2 separate regions of the Sus scrofa genome follow, and region 1 is linked to region 2. A link is a contact called in public Hi-C data. All regions are on one chromosome and are shown on one strand. The core of a region is the stretch at or near the end of the contact, and the rest is flanking DNA. Distances in the headings are between cores, read along the strand shown.

The links. Hi-C and Micro-C count contacts between places; a contact is called where the count stands out from the background.
Region 1: a contact with region 2 is called in a Hi-C map of alveolar macrophages, with 2.1 times the contacts expected there. The contact joins two enhancer-like sites. A contact is called at or near these places in 12 of 47 Hi-C or Micro-C datasets (alveolar macrophages, blood, embryonic fibroblasts and 3 more).

What each region holds. Positions count from the first base shown.
Region 1 is chr5:59,757,665-59,760,364 of Sscrofa11.1, reverse strand. The region is part of intron 2 of GPR19 (probable G-protein coupled receptor 19); the gene reads right to left. Among named protein-coding and RNA genes, the nearest start is that of GPR19, 9.2 kb to the right of the region's middle. Within about 2 kb of position 1,299, at least 11 of the 83 cell types and tissues checked have an H3K27ac peak or open chromatin away from gene starts, as enhancers often do. A contact at or near this core is called in alveolar macrophages, where this site is marked.
Region 2 is chr5:59,715,556-59,718,255 of Sscrofa11.1, reverse strand. The region is part of intron 1 of LOC110260737 (a long non-coding RNA gene); the gene reads left to right. Among named protein-coding and RNA genes, the nearest start is that of CDKN1B, 19 kb to the left of the region's middle. Within about 2 kb of position 1,290, at least 6 of the 83 cell types and tissues checked have an H3K27ac peak or open chromatin away from gene starts, as enhancers often do. A contact at or near this core is called in alveolar macrophages, where this site is marked.

The DNA.
Region 1 (2,700 bases), core at 50-2,549, 42 kb before region 2:
AAACATTTTCATCCAAAGGAGAGTTATAAGGAACCATTTAAGTAATGAAATTGAACTATATTTGAAACTGAATTGGACACTTTTTTTCCTATAATTTAACAGTTGTGGTTTTAAAATATGTCCACCAGGAGTTCCCATTGTGGCACAGCAGAAACAAATCCAACTAGGAACCATGAAGTTGCGGGTTTGATCCCTGGCCTCGCTCAGTGGGTTAAGGATCTGGTGTGGCCCTGAGCTGTGGTATAGGTCGCAAACATGGCTCGGATCCTGCGTTGCTGTGGCTGCGGTATAGGCCAGCAGCTATAGCTCTGATTTGACCCCTAGCCTGGGAACCTCCATATGCTGCAGGTGTGGCCCTGAAAAGCAAAAAAATAAAATAATCAAATATGTCCACCAATTCTTTGCTATGTCCCCCTTCAAATATGACACCTACTACTACTTCCCTTGAATGTAGGTCAGGCTGTGTGTGTGTGTATCTTTTTAGGGCTGGCATATGGAAGTTCCCAGGATAGGGTTCAAATTGGAGCTGCAGCTGCTGGCCCACACCACAGCCACAGCAACCCGGATCCCAGCTGCGTGTGTGACCTACACCACAGCTCACAGCAAGGCCAGATCCCATATGGGTCAGACTTACTACCTGTTTCCAATGAGGAGAACGTGGCAGAAGTGTTTCTCTATAACTTGCGAGGCTAGATCATAGTAAGGACAATTTCTACCTGGGTCTCTCCCTCTTGGATCATTGGATTACTCATTCTGGGGAAAGCCTGCCACAATGTTACAAGGACAGGAAAGCTGTCTTGTGAAGAGGTTCATATATGGAAAACGCAGGCCTCTCATCAACCAGCACCAACTAGCAACCAGGGAGGCAAGCTGCCTTGGCAGCAGATCCTCCAGCCCTAGACACGGGACTACAGTCCAGACAATGCTGACTGAAACTTTGTGAGTCCCAGGCCAGGAATGCCCAGCTAAACTGCTCTCAAAGTCCTGACCCACAGAAATGAGAACTGTTTATTATTGAGTTCCTAAGTTTGGGGGAATTTTGCTACACAGTAATAGACAGCTTATACATGGGTGAAAACTCCAGAAATCAGTAAGAGACCTACATTTTCTAGGCATACTCAAACTGTAGTGAGTTAGAAAGTGTCCCTGCTGCGTATGTGTGTGTTCCTATTCTGGAAAGTATGTGGTTTCTTATTAGGCCAAGAACATGAGGAAGGGGAGAACACAACTAGCCACACTGTAGTGTTGTCTAAGGGGAAAAAAGAAAGCCACTAAGGAGGAGGTGGATATATTACAGACTCAGAAGAAACTGCAGGGAACTCAAAAACAGGAAGTGGCAGTTAGACCCAAGATGGGACTGAAGTTAAGGGAGAGAAAGCTGTCAGGGCCAAGTATCCACTGAATCCGGCTCTTTCTCTCTGAGGCTCCAGGACCTACTGTTTCCTAGTCACCCTCCTTCAATTAGCTGCATTGATCTGCTTCTCTTTTGAGAGCAGCTCCCTCTGATTACTGGCCCCCAAACAGTGGCATTGGCTCTGAAACTTACATGACACCTTACAAGTTCAATGCTCTTACCTAAATGACCAAGTCTCAATTAAAAATAGAACCATCATATGATCCAGCAATCCCACCTCTGGGTATAGAGCTAAAGGAAATGAAATCATTGTCTCGAAGAGATATCTATACTCCCATGTTCACCAAAGCACCATTCATAGTAGCCAAGAGATGGTGTCTGTTGATGGATGAGAAGATAAAGAAAACGTGATACACAAATACACCACACACAACCACTCAATGGAGTATTATTCTGCCTTTAAAAAGAAGGAAATCCTGCCATTTGTGACAACATGGATGAACACGGGGGATATTAAGTAAAATAAGCCAGACAGAGAAAGACAAATGCTTCATGATCTATCTCACTTATATGCGGAATGTAAAATAGTTGAATTCAAAGTATCAGTGAGTAGAATGGTGGTTACCAGAGCTGGAGGATTGGGGAAAACAGAGAGATACTGGTCAAAGGATACAACTTTTAATTATGGGATAAATAAGTTCTGGAGACCTAATGTACATACAGCACTGGTGACTATAGTTAATAATGATGCATACTTTACTCTGCTGAGATATTTCAAGCATTCTCACCACACACACAAAAATGGTAACTAAGTGACATGAGGTGTTAATTGTCTTGGTTGTGGTCATCATTTCACAATGTATACATTTATCAAACATCACACTGTACACCTTAAATATATATAATTTTTATTAGTCAATCATACTTCAATAAGGGGGGAGAGAAAACATATGACCCAGTCTCTCAAAGTTCTGATCTAAATTCTTAGGAGGCAGAGTCTGACTCGGCTTAATCTGGTATAGAGTGGATTCAAACAGCGGTAGGCAATGAGATAGAGAAGATACCTGTATTACCCTGTCAACACTCTCTAACAAGTGTAGCAAATTTTATAAAGAGAAAGGACAAGGATAGGGAGGAACTTTCTGACAGACAAAATGCTGGCATCAGAGTGTGTGTGTCTGTGTTTTTAAAATTGCATGAACTCTTCACTCGTGAGCCTGCTAACAGCCACAATACCTTTGGCCTCCACTTCACCTCCATTTGAATCACCCTCCTGAATACGCACATCTCACACTGCGTATAGTTCTGCCACATGCACAACACGCAGTGCCACCCTCCCCAGCTTA
Region 2 (2,700 bases), core at 41-2,540:
TGTCTTTGTCTTTCTGGCTCATTTCACTCAGTATGAGATTCTCTAGTTCCATCCATGTTGCTGCAAATGGCATGATGTCATCCTTTTTTATGGCTGAGTAGTATTCCATCGTGTATATATACCACATCTTCCGAATCCAATCCTCTGTCGATGGACATTTGGATTGTTTCCATGTCCTGGCTATTGTGAATAGTGCTGCAATGAACATGCGGGTGCATGTGTCTCTTTTAAGTAGAGCTTTGTCCGGATAGATGCCCAAGAGTGGGATTGCAGGGTCATATGGAAGGTCTATGTATAGATTTCTAAGGTATCTCCAAACTGTTCTCCATAGTGGCTGTACCAGTTTACATTCCCACCAACAGTGCAGGAGGGTTCCCTTTTCTCCACAGCCCCTCCAGCACTTGTTATTTGTGGATTTATGAATGATGGCCATTCTGACTTGTCAAAATCCCTAGTCTTACACTGGGATCCTTCAGATAAGGTGTGGGAAAGAAAGTCCAGACTCACACCTTTGAATTTCTTTGCCATGCTGCTCAACATACACAATATAAAACATGTTTTAAGGGAGTTCCCATTGTGGCTCAGCAGGTTAAGAACCTGAGACAGTCTCCATGATGATGCTGGTTCTATCCCTGGCCTTGCTCAGTGGGTTAAGGATCTGGTGTCGTCACAAGCTTCAGCATTGCAGATGTCACTCAGATCCAGCATTGCTGGGGCTGTGGTGGAGGCCAGCAGCTCCAGCTCTGATTGGACCCCTCGCCTGGAAACATCCATATGCCACAGGTGCGGCCGTGTGAAAAAAAAAGAAAAAGGAAGTTTTAAAACTTAGCCCTTAGTAAGTGAAAGGGATGTGAGGTCTTTGGACTGTGAGAGCAGATGCTGATCATAACTGATTGATTTCAGGTTTGGAAGGAGCACCCAGGCAAGTCCTATGCTAACTCCGAGGACCAATTCCCTCTCTCCCCAGCTACCCTGGGGTCAGCTAGTATTGTCTTCATTGTCAGAAGGAACTGGTTGCTTGTGTTTTTTAAGGCCCAGTCCATATTTTGCCCTTGGCGAGTTCAGGTGGTGTGAAGTTTCTAAGCTAAGAACAACTCAGGAGTGAATATGGAAACATTTTCTTCAAAAAACTGAACAGCTGGATTCAATGTTCGCAAATACTCTGGCTAAAGGATTCATTATTTACATATTTGGTTTTGGAAAGAGACTTCAAAAGAGAGGTAGTAAAAACGGACAACCCGCGAGGATTTTTTAATTGAAGATTAGTAAGAGGGCGCCCTCTGCTGGCTAAACCTGTATAGCGATTAAGAGTTGATGTGCTTCCCTTAAGTTTTTACTGGTGTGGGCAAACGGATCGTTCACAGTTTGTTCATCATTTCAGCTAACAACTCAGATTCTTTTGGAACTGGTCTAGGGGACCTGTAATGCCCAGCCCCAATCACAGGTGTTTCTGTTTCAGTCTTTGGTGGTAGTCTTTCATATTTCTCAAACACAATAGCTCTAAGAATCAGCTCCAGCCAAAACCAGCCCCCAAATACCTACTGCATCTTAGCTCCTTTGTTTCCTTTCTATCTTTTGCCCTCCACCTCCCTTCCTCCTCTCTGCCAGCAAAATAAAATACAGCAAATCTTTGCTCAAAAGAAAGAGCTCCTGATGGAAAGTGAGAAGGAGGGAACAAAACCCTTATCTCTAGCGTATCTTCACCTGGCTGGTGAAGCCTGGGCCCCAGGCTTGGGTTAGGTACTCAAGAAGAGCTGTGAATCCCATTAGCATCTAGTGATGGATTCTGGAACAGGCACCGTGGGAATAGACGATTTGGTGAATGGGAGACCTGAGGCTGCAGAACCGAAGCGGTGGTTACATGGGAGGAGAAAGGGGAATGTATCTGTGAGACTTTTTGTTTGTCAACAATAAGTGTCAGGCTCTGGGTGACACCTGGGACATGCTAATTCTGTTTCTTGCTTTTCCTCTCTACAATTTTTTTTTTTTTTTTGGTCTTTTTTGGCTGCACCCTCAGCATATGGAAATTCCCAGACTAGGGGTCAAAAGGGAGTTGCAGCTGCTGGCCTATGCTACAGCCACAGCAATGCGAGATCAGAGCCTGTGACCCACACTGCAGCATGTGGCAATGCTGGATCTTTAACCCACTAAGTGAGGCCAGGGATCGAACTTGCATCCTCATGGAGACTCTGTCCCGTCCTTAACCCACAGAACCACAATGGGAACAACATTTCACCTGCTTTTCTAAGGCCCCCACTCCTCTCTGCTGCACACAGAGAACCCAGGCCCATCAGCATGGCCACGAGGCAGCTTCTCTTGACCAGTCCTGGGTAAACTTTCTTCTACTCACCTTATTTCTTCTGTTTATGCCTTATTAGGGCACTAACAAATCACTTGACTCACAGATTTACCAAAAGACATTTGTAGGCTTTTATTCTTCTCTAAAATGCCTCCTGACCTTGGCATTTCTATGCTGCTTGATAGTGTTGAGTATTTTTCATGGATGCCTTAAGTTTCCATTTGTTAGACATTGCCTTGTACTTATTTGAAATCTCTCCCTCAGCATAATACAGTATCTTTTATTGGAAATATACTCCCTTAACAGAATAAATCTGTATAAATTAGAAGTTTGGGGCATTCCCTGGTGGCTTAGCAGTTAAGGACCTAGCAGAGTCACTGCTGTGGCTCTGGTCACTCCTG